5 separate regions of the Mus musculus genome follow, and regions 2, 3, 4 and 5 are each linked to region 1. A link is a contact called in public Hi-C and HiChIP or PLAC-seq data. All regions are on one chromosome and are shown on one strand. The core of a region is the stretch at or near the end of the contact, and the rest is flanking DNA. Distances in the headings are between cores, read along the strand shown.

What was found. Hi-C and Micro-C count contacts between places; a contact is called where the count stands out from the background. HiChIP or PLAC-seq counts read pairs in DNA pulled down with a chosen protein or histone mark.
Region 2: a contact with region 1 is called in an H3K27ac HiChIP or PLAC-seq map of the NIH/3T3 cell line, with 4 times the contacts expected there. The contact joins the enhancer-like site here to the promoter of Mab21l1 in region 1. A contact is called at or near these places in 16 of 39 promoter capture datasets (the 3T3-L1 cell line, 3T3-L1-derived adipocytes, the C10 cell line and 10 more), 1 of 15 datasets of contacts at CTCF or cohesin (the NIH/3T3 cell line), 4 of 484 Hi-C or Micro-C datasets (cerebral cortex, myocytes, nephron progenitors and 1 more), 11 of 115 datasets of contacts at active chromatin or transcription factors (the NIH/3T3 cell line, bone marrow-derived macrophages, craniofacial prominence and 8 more) and 3 of 9 other capture datasets (adipose tissue, liver and pancreatic islet).
Region 3: an H3K4me3 HiChIP or PLAC-seq map of embryonic limb bud shows a contact between it and region 1, with 4 times the contacts expected there. The contact joins the enhancer-like site here to the promoter of Mab21l1 in region 1. A contact is called at or near these places in 9 of 39 promoter capture datasets (the 3T3-L1 cell line, the C10 cell line, cranial neural crest and 4 more), 1 of 15 datasets of contacts at CTCF or cohesin (the NIH/3T3 cell line), 4 of 484 Hi-C or Micro-C datasets (muscle stem cells, nephron progenitors and trophoblast stem cells), 6 of 115 datasets of contacts at active chromatin or transcription factors (the NIH/3T3 cell line, bone marrow-derived macrophages, craniofacial prominence and 3 more) and 2 of 9 other capture datasets (macrophages and pancreatic islet).
Region 4: a contact with region 1 is called in a Hi-C map of cerebellum, with 2.0 times the contacts expected there. The contact joins the enhancer-like site here to the promoter of Mab21l1 in region 1. A contact is called at or near these places in 5 of 39 promoter capture datasets (the 3T3-L1 cell line, 3T3-L1-derived adipocytes, liver and 2 more), 1 of 15 datasets of contacts at CTCF or cohesin (the NIH/3T3 cell line), 4 of 484 Hi-C or Micro-C datasets (cerebellar granule neurons, cerebellum and nephron progenitors), 6 of 115 datasets of contacts at active chromatin or transcription factors (bone marrow-derived macrophages, craniofacial prominence, embryonic hindbrain and 3 more) and 3 of 9 other capture datasets (adipose tissue, liver and pancreatic islet).
Region 5: an H3K4me3 HiChIP or PLAC-seq map of craniofacial prominence shows a contact between it and region 1, with 5 times the contacts expected there. The contact joins the enhancer-like site here to the promoter of Mab21l1 in region 1. A contact is called at or near these places in 13 of 39 promoter capture datasets (the 3T3-L1 cell line, 3T3-L1-derived adipocytes, the C10 cell line and 8 more), 1 of 15 datasets of contacts at CTCF or cohesin (the NIH/3T3 cell line), 10 of 484 Hi-C or Micro-C datasets (adipose-derived mesenchymal stem cells, cerebellar granule neurons, cerebellum and 5 more), 13 of 115 datasets of contacts at active chromatin or transcription factors (the NIH/3T3 cell line, bone marrow-derived macrophages, craniofacial prominence and 10 more) and 4 of 9 other capture datasets (adipose tissue, embryonic stem cells, macrophages and 1 more).

The regions. Positions count from the first base shown.
Region 1 is chr3:55,781,193-55,783,892 of GRCm38.p6, forward strand. It overlaps Mab21l1 (mab-21-like 1), which reads left to right and starts at 1,318. Exons shown (of 1, transcript NM_010750.3): 1 at 1,318-2,700. The coding sequence starts at 1,802. All of the region lies in intron 41 of Nbea (neurobeachin), which reads right to left.
Region 2 is chr3:55,570,808-55,573,507 of GRCm38.p6, forward strand. No RefSeq gene overlaps it. Among named protein-coding and RNA genes, the nearest start is that of Gm43549, 9.3 kb to the right of the region's middle. Within about 2 kb of position 1,309, at least 43 of the 459 cell types and tissues checked have an H3K27ac peak or open chromatin away from gene starts, as enhancers often do. A contact at or near this core is called in the NIH/3T3 cell line, cerebral cortex, fibro-adipogenic progenitors and 2 more, where this site is marked.
Region 3 is chr3:55,598,425-55,601,124 of GRCm38.p6, forward strand. No RefSeq gene overlaps it. Among named protein-coding and RNA genes, the nearest start is that of Gm43549, 18 kb to the left of the region's middle. Within about 2 kb of position 1,332, at least 104 of the 459 cell types and tissues checked have an H3K27ac peak or open chromatin away from gene starts, as enhancers often do. A contact at or near this core is called in the NIH/3T3 cell line, embryonic limb bud, muscle stem cells and 1 more, where this site is marked.
Region 4 is chr3:55,646,414-55,649,113 of GRCm38.p6, forward strand. Nbea (neurobeachin) reads right to left here. Exons shown (of 58, transcript NM_030595.1): 51 at 943-1,135. Among named protein-coding and RNA genes, the nearest start is that of Gm46804, 60 kb to the right of the region's middle. Within about 2 kb of position 1,343, at least 18 of the 459 cell types and tissues checked have an H3K27ac peak or open chromatin away from gene starts, as enhancers often do. A contact at or near this core is called in cerebellar granule neurons, cerebellum and pancreatic islet, where this site is marked.
Region 5 is chr3:55,549,783-55,552,482 of GRCm38.p6, forward strand. No RefSeq gene overlaps it. Among named protein-coding and RNA genes, the nearest start is that of Gm25404, 7.7 kb to the left of the region's middle. Within about 2 kb of position 1,324, at least 5 of the 459 cell types and tissues checked have an H3K27ac peak or open chromatin away from gene starts, as enhancers often do. A contact at or near this core is called in cerebellum and craniofacial prominence, where this site is marked.

The DNA.
Region 1 (2,700 bases), core at 68-2,567:
GGCACTGAAAATTCTCTTAATTTGAAATTAACAGAACTTTGTACTAAAGGCAGAGAACTGAAAACTACGACATAAGCCCTAACTACCCTATCTTTAGTTCATGTGCACTGAGGACTCAACTGGTCATGGTACTGGAAGGAAGAGCGACCTATAAAACCCTCCCTAGGGTTCCAAAATCCAAAAGCTCCTCAGGTTCCAAAAAGAAAAGCTCATTTCTTTGAAATTTCCAAGATGAAACTTAAATAAATAATAAAAATCCCTAACCTGAATGGTTACAAATTATTTTTTTTGGAAGCCATTAGCCATTTTCTCATAATCAAATTATTACATCCCATAAGATTAGGAACCTACTGTTGGTCACCACTGAGGGTTTCTGAGGTGGAAGATCCATCTTTAAGCCTGCAGGGGCAAACAAACTGTAATGGCCACACCTTCCAGTGCCAAGCAAGCTCATCTCTGTGAATTCTCTAGATCCTTCTCTACAAGACAGCTCACTATGAGATGGCACTCAAGCTTTCTCTAAATCTCAGAAAACACCTTCAGGAAGTGTTTCCACTACAGCATACAGCCCTATCTGCTGTCTGGTATTTCAGCACTGGCCAATCTAGCTACAGACAAGGGAAACTGCAAACAGGTGAACTTGTTTTAATTAAAAGGCTCCATTTTTAGTTGGGTAGATATCATCGACTCCGTTGAGCAATACTTCTTAAATTCCTCTCAGCAAATGCAAATGGGGAAAACCTAGGTTAAAAAGAGAAGAGACTCTGCCTAAGGTTTGGAAACATTCTGACTGCGAACACGAACACGAGTGAAGACTAAAGAACTCCCCCAGCTGAAGCCAGCAGTCAGTCAGTAAGCAAAGTTCTAACTTGCACTAAAAAGACCCCAGGGATTAACGGGCATTAATTACCTTACTCTAAATGCAAGTTAGTGACTTTGTTCTAGAAGCCCCTTTGACTTCGCTAATTGGTGGATGACCATTAGTACAACTGGATAGCTCATCAGAGGTGAACAGACAAGTGGGCTTTTCAGCAAAGAGAACCACTTGTCTTCACCAAGTCTTTTCCAAATGTCAATATGCTTCAAGTTATACCAAAGCTGGGAGATTTCATCTTGCTTTTCAACCTGTCTAGGTGGCCTGGGTGGGTTTCTGCCGGCAGCAGTTTCCTACCTTTGGTTTCTATGCTTCTATCCACGAGGGGGGATTAATTAGCCGGGCTGAAGCTGGAGGAGGCTGTCGTGACGAGCCCAGTGGCGATTGGCCGCCCGCCTGCCTGGCCCTGCCTTTATAATTTCCACACGAGTGCATCTGGGCTCTTACACAAACCAACAGCAGCTTCTTCTGACAGACACACACTCACCCCCGACGCACACTCTGCACACTTTTCCTCTACCTGATTAACAGTCCTGCACACACCATGATTACGGGAAAACGTAAATAAATACGGAAAGGGGTGATTATTTTGACTACTGGAAGAGCTTTGCTGGGTCTCAGCATAACTTTTGTTTTTATTACCGAGAAGGTGCTCTCTCCACGCGTCTCTCTCTGACACGGATTCTTTAGCGGAGGGGAGAAAAGGGGAGAGCTCAGCCTTTCACTTTAAGACCCGCTAGTCTCGAGCGGGGGAAAAAAGGCCAGCAGGGCAGGGCGGCCCCCTGCTGCAGCTAGTCCGAGAGAGGCTCGGTGCCTTTTGAGCGTGGTCCCCTTTCTCCACCGAAGTTGGCTCCAGCGCTAGCAGCCGCATTGGATCCCACAGCCTATTGCGAGACTCCGGTGTACAATCCGGATCTCTGCCCCAACATGATCGCGGCCCAGGCCAAGCTGGTCTACCACCTGAATAAGTACTACAACGAGAAATGCCAGGCCAGGAAAGCTGCCATCGCCAAAACCATCCGGGAAGTCTGCAAAGTGGTCTCCGACGTCCTGAAGGAGGTTGAAGTGCAGGAACCGCGTTTCATCAGCTCCCTCAATGAGATGGACAACCGCTACGAGGGCCTGGAGGTTATCTCTCCCACCGAGTTCGAGGTGGTACTCTATCTGAACCAGATGGGGGTGTTTAACTTCGTGGACGACGGCTCCCTGCCTGGCTGTGCGGTGCTGAAACTGAGCGATGGGCGCAAGAGGAGCATGTCCCTCTGGGTGGAATTCATCACCGCCTCTGGCTACCTCTCGGCACGCAAAATCCGTTCCAGGTTTCAGACACTGGTGGCTCAGGCGGTGGACAAGTGTAGCTACAGAGATGTAGTAAAGATGGTGGCTGACACGAGCGAAGTGAAACTGAGAATCCGAGATAGGTATGTGGTGCAGATCACCCCGGCCTTTAAATGCACCGGGATTTGGCCGCGGAGTGCTGCCCACTGGCCGCTTCCCCACATCCCCTGGCCAGGACCCAACCGGGTGGCAGAGGTTAAGGCTGAAGGGTTCAATTTGTTGTCCAAGGAGTGCCACTCCCTGGCCGGCAAGCAGAGTTCGGCTGAGAGCGATGCTTGGGTGCTGCAGTTTGCAGAGGCCGAGAACAGACTGCAGATGGGGGGCTGCAGGAAGAAATGCCTCTCTATCCTGAAAACCCTGCGTGATCGCCACCTGGAGTTGCCAGGCCAGCCCCTGAACAACTACCACATGAAGACTCTGGTGTCCTACGAGTGCGAGAAGCATCCTCGAGAGTCGGACTGGGACGAATCTTGCCTGGGCGATCGGCT
Region 2 (2,700 bases), core at 59-2,558, 210 kb before region 1:
GTGTGTATGTGCACTTGAGCAGCAGTTATCTGGGCCTAAGGCAAATCTTTCCAGTCAATGGACAGCACTTACTGTTTGCTTTGAGTTGACAGCTCCCTCCTTCTGCAACAAATACATTTTAAATCCTGCCTTTATTAACGTATACTATTCTGTCCCGTTATGTGTTTGTGTGTTTACACGAGTGTATGGGTATGCACACATGTGTGGAGGCCAGAGGTCAAAGTCTGGGTGTCTCATCCTGTAACTTATGCTCTGATGCAGCTTCTCCAACAGACTGGGAGGCTCACAGGTTTGCCAGGCTGGCCAGCGAGCTCAGCAGACAGATCCTTCTGCCTCTGCCCCAGCAGCGCTGGGGTTGGAGGATCACACTTCCATTCCTTGGCTTTTGGGGGTCAGAACCCAGATCCCAGGCCTCTATGATAAACACTTTAATGGTCTAACCTTCTTCCCAGCCCCTTGGCTTGCTTTTCTGTAGCATCCATTGTAGGGAGCTGGGGAGCCTGTCACAATGTGTTATAGTTCCAGTTGTTCTCTAGAGAAATTGAAAGAGATTTTTCTCTCTTAGCATTGCAGAGTGCATGAGGAAGCCTTGTCCCTCCAACACCGCCCAAGCCTCATTGAAGAGCGAACAGGTACAGAGATAGGAAATCTTGATGTTCTTTCCAGGTCTTCAAGGCAAGAGTCAGTCCTTCCTTTACCAAAGGTGAATAGTCACAGACTCTAGCACATTGGAAGAGATTAAAAGCATAAATCCATTTTCCAAAATGAAAAAGGAGTTACTTTTTTTTTTAAACAGCTTTCTCTTCCTCCAGAACAGAAAATTGAGGAGTGACTTCACACTTTTTTTTTTTTTTGTCCTTGGAATGCAAAAGACATAATTGCTTTCCAACTATGCAAACGTGGCTCATTTTGACCAAAAATAATGATTCAGCCCTTGAAAAGCTTTTGGAAAAAAAAACTTGAAGAAAGCTGCATTTGTTCGATTCTCATGACTAAGTGTCCTCAGCTAAAACAAAGTGAGAACATTATGCAATTATTTAGAGGAAACTTGGGACCTTGGGGACAGTCCATCATATTGCTCAGGCAAAACTGGACTTGGGGACCTGACATTTGCAGATAATTGTGCAACCCTCAGCTGTGTGAGCCAGTTCTAAAGAAGCCCCCACCTTCCATCCCCCTCCCCCCACTCGGCTTCATTCTGTGCCTTCTGATTAATAAGAAGAATAAATCAACCTGACTCTAGCTTGGCGCTCAGGAGATACAATCAGGGAAACGAGTGTGAGCGCTGAGCCACAGAACTGGAGGCACCCTCTGCAGGATTCTTTCTCATTCAGAAAACAAAGCAGAACCAGACCATTCAGCAAACATGAGCTCAGATACGAAAGCTCGGGCCCAGATGTTATTGCATATAAATATTTATAAGGCCGTAAGAATCCTGGCAAAGCTCAATTTTGCTTCAGTTCGGCAAATGTTTCAAATTCGGCTCTTTTGCCCTACGAAGATGAGGTCTGGTAGAAGACAGTTATTTAGGGGAGAGGATGGGAGCCCGTCTCTTATGTCTTATGACCTGCTTTTCATAGTTGGTACCCTTGTCTTCAAGAATCATGTGTCAAGGTCTTTTTCCAAGGAGCCAGGAGGAAGTGTGCTGGGTGAAACTGAATTTCAGGATCACCATGGAAGCACACACATGGGCACACACACACACACCCCCAAGGTGGGAGGAGGTGTGGACAGAAGCCAGCCTCCTTTTGTTCCTTCTCCATTTCAGTAGGGTAACAGTTCCAAATTATAAAGGTCAAGCCATGCAGTGGGTGTGCGCTTAGTAAAACAAACAGATTTGCTCGTTTGTTTATTTGTTTGTTTGTTCATTCATCAATTGGTACTGGCAACTGAACCCAGAGTGCCACATCCTTAGCATCGTTGACACTTTAAAGTTTTCAGTTCAGCTAACCAGCATGCACTTCTAGAAAAAATGAAAATTGTAATTCATGTTTCAAAGGTTGGGGTGGTTGGTTGTGTGTAGCATAAGTGTATAAACCTGTGAGGGGGTCAGAGGACAATTTGTGTGAACCAGTTTTCTCCTTCCACCCTGTGAGTCCTCCTCCTCCGCCTCCTTCTCCTCCTCCTCCTCCTCCTCATCATCATCACTGAGGTTTTTTTGTTTTGTTTGATTGGTTTTTGTTTGGTTTTTCAAGACAGGGTTTCTCTGTGCAGCCCTGGCTGTCCTGGAACTTACTCTGTAGAGCAGGCTGGCCTTGAACTCATAAAGATCTGCTTGCCTCTGCCTCCTGAGTGCTGGAATTCAAGATGTGTGCCACCACCGCCTGACCATCATTGTGTTTTTACAGTGGTGGGAGGGATTGGACCTTGAACCCCAAGCATGTTAAGTACACAGTCCCCCATCAAACTACACCCCTCAGTGAAATAACATCTTTTTTTTTTCTTCTTTTTGGCCTCCCTCCTTATCTGCCTTATCAGGGACGCTATCTCTTTCCTAACCCTCATCACCTCTCTCACAGGTCATCCATCCTAACTGTTGTTAGGGGTTTAAGGACACAGAAGGGACAGCCGTTAGAGCACCTCAGAGGAGAATCAATGTAAGGAAACAACCAACTTGGCAGGCAGCAAAGATCCCCAGCATAAGGCAGCCACTTTGAAATTATTTTAAGCAATGTATTTTATGATATAAGAAATCATGAA
Region 3 (2,700 bases), core at 82-2,581, 180 kb before region 1:
GGAATGATTTATGACCAAATATCTTGGCACTATGTCACCCCCGTCTGTCTAGTTGCCACATGAAAATCAATTGTCATGGGACCAGAGAGCAGGAATTTGCAAGGGAGATGAAGAATTAATAGAAAAAGAGTAGTGTTGGGAAACTCAGAGACTAGGGGGCTTCAAAGTGAGAAGGGTCAAGATTAAAGTCTTATGGTCCAGGAGAGTCTAATGGGAAATTGCCCTTGCACAAGCACACACACACACACACACACACACACACACACACACACAGAGGTGTACACAGAGAGCCTAAATGAATGGGCTTCAGGTCTTATCAGACAATCTCATCAAACCAGGAGGCTGAAGCCACTCTCAGTCAGAGTTGGGGACTTTATCCTGGAAGTAGAGTTGTGGGAGAAATACTCACTCCAAGAACACGGTTCCCCTATGTGGGCACAAGTCCTGAGTCTTCTCTTCATTGGTGAGGACAGAGTGGATAATGAGAGCCAGCTGCCCAACCTCTTAACAAGGCGAAGTCACATTAGTTCAGCCATTCCTTCCAGAGTTAGCTTGCTTGTTGCTTGCTTCCCTTCCTTCTCCTCTCTCCTCTCCTCTCCTTTCCTCCCCTCTCCTCTCCTCCCCTCTCCTTTCCTCCCCTCTCCTCTCCTCCCCTCCCCTCCCCTCCCCTCCCCTCTCCTCTCCTCTCCTCTCCTCCTCTCCCCTCCCCTCCCCTCTCCTCTCCTTTCCTTTCCCTCTTTCTTTCTTTCCTTTCCCTCTTTCTCTTTTCTTTCTCTCTCTCTTTCTCTCTCTCCTCTCTCTCTCTCTCTCTCTCTCTCTCTCTCTCTCTCTCTCTCTCTCTCTCTCTCTCTCTTTTTCCAGTTACTTTTGGTTCAATGTTTTTCACCCATTTACATTATGTGACCTTTCATCTTTCATGGGCTTTGATGGCTTGTGTTGTCCCCCGCCCCCCCCCCCCAATGCATCTTGCTTCTCTATGTCACACTCTTCCAGGCTTTTCAATTACCCACACACCCTCCTGTATGATAGCATTTTGACGGGAGGGAATGAGATGGATAATCTTCTGAGCAATAGGCCAAGGCACCCGCGTGCCAAACAGCATTCCTGCCTCTTTGGAAAGGAGACCAGGAGGCCCAGAGAAGCCATAGCCCAAAACCAGTTCCTGCAGAGAGACAGTCTTCATGAGCCCGGAGGCCAGCATCTCAGAGACATATTAGAGTCTGTCTTTATGAAAGAAAATGATCTTTGTGCAGGCAGGTGGTATAGCTTAGGAGAACATTTTTATGTGCAATTTAGAGTGTGCTGTCTACACACGGCTCAGACTGAAATAATCAGTTTAATGTGTGTCTGCACCGTCATGTGGTCAAGCTTTAGGTGAGAGCAGATTTACACACGGAAATCAAAACGAACTAGCAGGAGCCGTCTTCTGCAACATTCCATGACAATAAACGGCCACACGATGGACGCCAGCCAACCCCACTCTCCTCTCCTTTCATTTCTTCCCGGAAAGCTCTTGCGATAGAAAGAAAATGAGTTTCTGAGGTGCTTGAGTGCATCTGTTAAGTAGAGATTTTTATCAGCTTGGGCATACATAAACAAAGACCACATAAACAGAGGGTCGCCTGGCAGCAAGGGCCTAGTGTAGCTCTCCTTTCAGGCGGTTTTCCTTGGGTTGAAGTGTAAGGATGTTTATAGGGATTCTGGGGTATGCCTTTCCGTTCAAGGAGGCATCCTGCTTCAGATGCCAGCTACAGGGGATGCTCAGAACAAAGGTGGACTTTCTGCAGAGCTTGTCAGTGTGGGTTGCTCTCTAAAGAGTTAAGTTTCTTTGTCCAGAAACCAAGACAGTAAAGACCAATGACAAACTCACATTCAAACATTTGAAATGTCATTTTTGGTCAATGCAGTCTTCGCATGAAGGAACTAGACAGAGGACCAGTTTTTAAAGGGAAGGTGTCCACATATGAATCTATCAGGAAGCAGAAGGGCCTAGGTCAGGCCTGGATGAGATCTTCACATAGGGTAATGCTCCAAATATGCATGTGTCACCCTTTGGCTCCCACCCTGATGAGTCAGCACTGACTTGGCAAAAGAAGCTCTGTTGAGCCTGCTGCATACCCCACACCCCCACCCCGCCAGAGAACTTGGAGCTGGAGAAAGGAAACATTTAGATTAAAGGGCACTGCTGTAGCTCTAAATTAGAGTGATAGGGGACTACCCCCCCCCCAAAAAAAAAGTTTTACAGAAAAGCAATGTTCTTCCTCTTGTGATAAATTTAATTAAGAATTTTTGAATGGAACCCACCCCATACTCACCCAGTGGTGGAAGAGGAGGAGGAAGAGGAGGAGGAGGAGGAGGAGGAGGAGGAGGAGGAGGAGGAGGATTGAGTCCGGCGAGTGGAGGATAGATTCCAACACATGTGTTCTCGTTTATCAAGGGGTGGTGCTCGGTGTGAAGGGGGAGAATATCAGGGGTGAACAGAATCAAGGAGATCGAATTATTTTTCCATTTGTCTCAGAAGCAAAGGGGGACAAAAGGAAATACAGAGGGGAGGAAAATCATTTCATGATGTGGTGATCCTGCGTAACCTGGAGGAACCAGCCAGGGGGACTTCATGTTTCAGCGACACCCATGCTAGGGTGTCCCTCAGCTTCCCCACGTGCAGGGAGGAGCTGTAGATCTTGGAAGCATCAGAGATGA
Region 4 (2,700 bases), core at 93-2,592, 130 kb before region 1:
CTAAAGCTGCTTCCAGGACTGACATCTGGGGTCCGACTGAGCTCATCTGTCATATTTTCACATGTGGTTATAACATAAGTGTACATAATATTTTTTAACAATTTAATAATTGAGCCCTTTATAGTTCTTTTTCTTAATGAAAAACATTCCTAGAGGCCAAGGCCCCATGAACAATGAAGTCTTATTTTCCCATAAGATGTCTGCTGTACACTCCTGGCCAGCAGAAGCTGCGCCACCCCCTGTTGATAATATCACCAATAACCATAAACTAGGGCCAGCCGCATAAAACTCATGGAGGGAAAGTGGGTATAAATCACTGCCCCTTTCAGGGTGAGGTAGGTATTAGTGGAATACAAGATCCAGGTTAAATCAGCAGGGCTCATCTTTTCAGTCCTGGAGACAGTGCAAGTCCTGGGGCTTTGCAGGAAGCCTGAAGTGGTGAACCAGGCCAACTAAATCATTTGGGCACATGCACGTCTGTCCTGGTTAAATACGGATCAGTATGTCTAAATGTTTGTGATGACATTATATCACTTCAAGATGTTCGGGCTGGAGTTCTCAGGGATGAGTGTGGAATAAACACATGTGAAATCACTGGACAATTTAGTGTTTGCCTTTTCTCACAGACCAGGCCCCACAAAGCTAGGGATGCTATTTGTCTGTATCCTGCTGAGTTCCAAAAACCAAGGATGACTTGACACATAATGGGCATTCAAATATTTGCTAAACAAACTAATGGTGGCAAAGGGGGATGGCTTGAAGTTCTTGTTTACAAAATCCAGACAAACTTGCTCTGTTTGGAAACCTGCTGAGGTGCAGTGGAAGGCCAGTGCTGGTCCACGGCACTGCCTGGACTGTAGAAGTGGGCAGGCTGCGCCGACACAAGAGCTGCCCAACACTGTCTTTGCCTTAGCTCTGTAGCTAGTGCTGAGACCCACGTACCGACTGTGTTGTGCCATCTGTTCACTGCAAACAGTCGGCTGCAGGTCACTGTCACCACTGCAGGGATGGTCAGGTGGGGCAGGGTGTTGGCAGCCACATGAGTCACAGGAGAATTGGATGGAAACTTCAGCACCATGATCACATCCTGCTGCATCTGATCTTTGAACATGAGTGGGCTCTGTGGAAGGAAACACTGTTGAGTAGAAAGGGAAGAGACAGAAGGAAACAGAAAGGACAACTTGGTTAGTGGAAGGTCTGGGGCTAGGAGGTGCAGACAGACAAGGCTAGTGTGATAACAGGCAGAGGCTCCAGGCCATTGGAACTGTCTCGCTGGCCAGCGCACCCAGAGAGCGCAGCTTCACCTGAAGAAGGCATAGAGAAAAGAGAACAGAGCCTCTGACGTCACTGAGGCAGCATGCTCTGTTGCTAAGAGTCAGTCTCAGTTTGTATATATGGTCAGACTGCCACATGTACAGTTAGCTCACAGAAATAGCCACAAGATGCATCATAATTGTTATGGGAAGTTTAAAAAAATCAGTTTGAGGGAAAATTAGTTAATCCGTGGCTGATGTTGTTAGCATGAAATATAAAGTGATTTGGCTGGAATTGTCATCTTTATTGGGCTAACCTAGGGCCACAGTATAAATAATTGAAGCATAACCTCCGCAGAGTAGCCTGGAACTCTGGCCAGTGTCTGGGCTCCGGAGCTGACTTACTATTTAGGGCTTGTGCCTTCTCTCTCTTACAGGTTCAGTTTACTGAGGGCCAGCGCTTTTTTGGGCTTTTCTTCGTAAACATCTAGCAGATGAGGTGATAGCAGATACTACAAGCAGTACAGAGCACTATAAACTCAATTATACAAAACATAAAATAAGGACGCTGGAAATAATTACCACTTCCCTTCCCTACACATCTGAGCATTTTTCCTATGGATCATTTTCTTTTTGCCAGCTCCATGCCAATTTGGTGTCTGATAATTCCTTGTAGGAAGACAATGAGTTCTAACTGGGCATTCCCCCAAGACAGTCGTCATCATCATCATCATCAAAAGCAGAGAAAAGTAAGTAAAGCGGATTAAGCCTCCCCCACTAAGCCATTTCATACAAGAACGGGTAAGAACCTGGCCCTCTAAGACCATATGTCTGTTTGCACCATGGCTGGGAGCCATCTGGGGACTTTTTTCTACTTTGCTACACAGAATGACCAAGTGCAATCAAAGACAGACACTGTGCCTACAGGGATGAAACTATGTGGTTGGTTGCTGCAGAAGGGTTTAAAGCAAGTGTGTAGTTTCCCCGGGTGTGGGCTGCCTGCTTCTTAGTAGTATGGAGAACACACCTGACACTGTGCCTCATGCCTTAGTCATCTGACACATGGAGGGATCAGAAATATGTTAAGTAAATGAAAAGCATAAACATTCTTTCTGTCAAAGAAATGTACGCTTACACGGTTGCCACACACCCACTGCCATCCTATCTCAGAGCTCTTCACCCCACTGAGGGGACAGACAGGCATGTCCTCAAGATTGTGGATACACATAGATCATCTGAGATCATTTGCAACTGTTTCTGTCTTGAAACATTTGTTGAAGTATTATAAAAAACAAACAAACTAGGGAGACATCATTAAAAAATACAATAAAAGTATATCAGCCTTCATAGAATTAAATACAAAGAGGGAATGCTTGCTATGTGCTGATAAACTAAAAGGGGACTGCTTTGTTATGAGAATGGACCTTTAAATTTTAGAATAAAGCAT
Region 5 (2,700 bases), core at 74-2,573, 230 kb before region 1:
GTTGGTTACACAAGAAAAAACAAGCAGAGATTTAGTAATGTATGTGCCTCGTGTACACATAGGTACTGTCCAAAGGAAAATGGGTGAGTTTCAAAGTGGCTTGGAGTTCCGGTTCAAATCCCATTTCCTCCCATGATGAAGGAAGGGGTTGGTAAAGAAGGGGCAGTACCGGCAGCAGCTGTCCAACGGTACACAAGCGTGCATGGTGTTGCGTGCTTCTTTGTGGATGAAGTGGATGAGACCTGGGCTCAGTCTTCACAGAGATAAGCAGATGCATGCTTTCTTCCCATCTAGCATAGTGCTAGGCTTACAAATGGCTTTCTGGGTTTGTTTGTTTTTAGGGGAACATTTTTGTTTGTTTTATCCTGCTTATGGGTTTTTTGTTTTTTGTTTTTTGTTTTGTTTTGTTTGGTTTGGTTTTTTTTTTTTTGTTTGTTTTTTTGTTTTGTTTTTAGTGAAGGGTAATAATGCTAGGAAAAGGATATTGTGGAAAATTGGTCCCTTGTGACACACAAAAGGAAGGCACAAGTCAGCTATACTTTTCTTAATAGGAGTACAAAGTTACCCACAAAATACAAACCATACTAAAAATGACATAAAGGGCAAAAATCCTGTCGTCCCTCCTAAGGTTTATAAGTTAGGACTCAAGACACAATATCCCCAAATACAGAAGCTTGACATACTGAATATTTTAAGCTTAAGGAAATGGAGAAAGTCAGAGGAGCAGAAAGTTCACTCTCTGATCTGCCTTTCTCCCCTGAAGCAGTTCATAAAATAGGTCATAAGATCACAGAGAGGGTGCCTCCTTCTGCTTCGAAGTCAGTGAGAGTGGAAACCAACTCGCTTTAGTCAGCACCGTTATATCAAACCCTCTCGCCTGCCAGTCACACCCCTGCACAGTGCCCCATGAAAGTCACTCTCCCTGAATCTTTGGGTCTTAGTTTCTGAAGTCTTCTATGTGGCATAAATGTTTTTATTCAATACACATTTATGCTTTTCTTTAGTTAATCTGACTTTTGTTATCCACCATAAATGGGTGGAGAGAGCATGCTTTTATCCCTTATATCTGTTTTAAAGTAAATATACTATAAACACGACAAGTATCCGTTGTTCTCATTGTGTTTTGGATACCATCAATAGTTGTTATTTCTTATACTTTGATAGACCACCTCAAAATAATAATTGTTATTTAGGTCACTCTGCTGTGGGCCCACCATTTTCTAGGGTTCATCTGAGAGGTGCACGTGGTCATTGGCCTGTCAGTGAGGCAGCTGCACCTCTTACAATGGAGCTAGCAGGGCTGACTGTCCCTCCTCATTTACCAGGCTACCTCCCATGGCAGATTTCCAAGGCGGAGAGAGGAAGTGCACCAGTCTCTGGAGGTCCAGGCTCAGAACCTGATCGTCATTCCTGCCATCATAGTTGATCAAAGCAAGCTGTGATGCCAGGCAAGATTTAAGGGGTAGGGAAAGAGAAGACCTACAGAACTACATTGGAAACAGATGTGACTACAAGGAAGAGAATAATTGCAAACAATCTACCACGTCATCAGTTTCAAGACATACCATTGTTAGATGATCTGTAACTCTAAGGTGACTGTATGTGGGGGAAAAGCTGTTCGAGGACAAGAGACACCAGTGATTGTCAGATACATTTCAATACTAGAGATATTCAAGTGCAGAAAATATATACATCATAAATCAGTGAAACACACCAGTTAGAAAGTCATAACTTCTGGAAGAAAAGATATATAACTGGGCGAGGTGGTCAGATGTGCTGGGAACAGGAGAGCTGAGAGCAGTGAGGTACCCAGGGCAGACTTCACTGACAAAAGCAGAGCCAAGGCTTCCAACACCTGATGGGGGATTGCAGAGGGCTTGGAACACCCAATAGGAAAATCCAGAAAGAGTCTACCTGTCTGTTCACAAAATGGAAACTGTACTGAGGGAAGAGGGAGAAGAAAGAGATGATACCCCTGATAAAACCCAGAACCATATGGCAAAAGCTCTTCAGTTGAGATCTCAGAAATTGTAGTCTTAGAGACTTGGATTCAAACAGCTCTGGTTCAGTGCCCCCAAAGCTGCAGAGAAAGTGGGGCCTTAGGGAGAAACCAAAAAGAAGGTTGCTAATGAAGAAGGGCAGGTGTGATCAGGACCCCGTGATCAAGACAAAACAAAAGAAAAAAATACCTAGATTCAGTCAGTTTGTCCATTTAACAAGACTCCAGTAACTCCTGGGTAGATACATTGAATCTCTGGGCATAGTGTAATTATTCCTTCAAGCTGACTGGAGGCAGAGGACCACCTACTGCGGTAGCAGCTGCAGTCATAGTGCTGTGGGAGTCCCTTGCCCTTACTGCCTCCAGATACCACTGCCAAAGACCTTCAGTGCTGTTTGCTTTAAAAATTGCTTCTTTCAGAGTTAGAGCGATGGCTCAGTGGTTAAGAGCACTAACTGCTCTCCCAGAGGTTCTGAGTTCCTAGCAACCACATGGTTGCTCACACTCATCTGTAATGGGTCCCTCTTCGGATGTCTGAAGACAGCAATAGTGTACTTACATACAGAAAATAAATAAATATTTTTTTTTAAGTTTTGCTTTTTTTCCCTCTTCTCACAGAGGTGATGCAGAGGGAGATTGTAAAGACTTTGAGTTGGGAAAGTGTTAGCAAAGCAAACTCCATGCAAAGCTTTCAGGCTGTG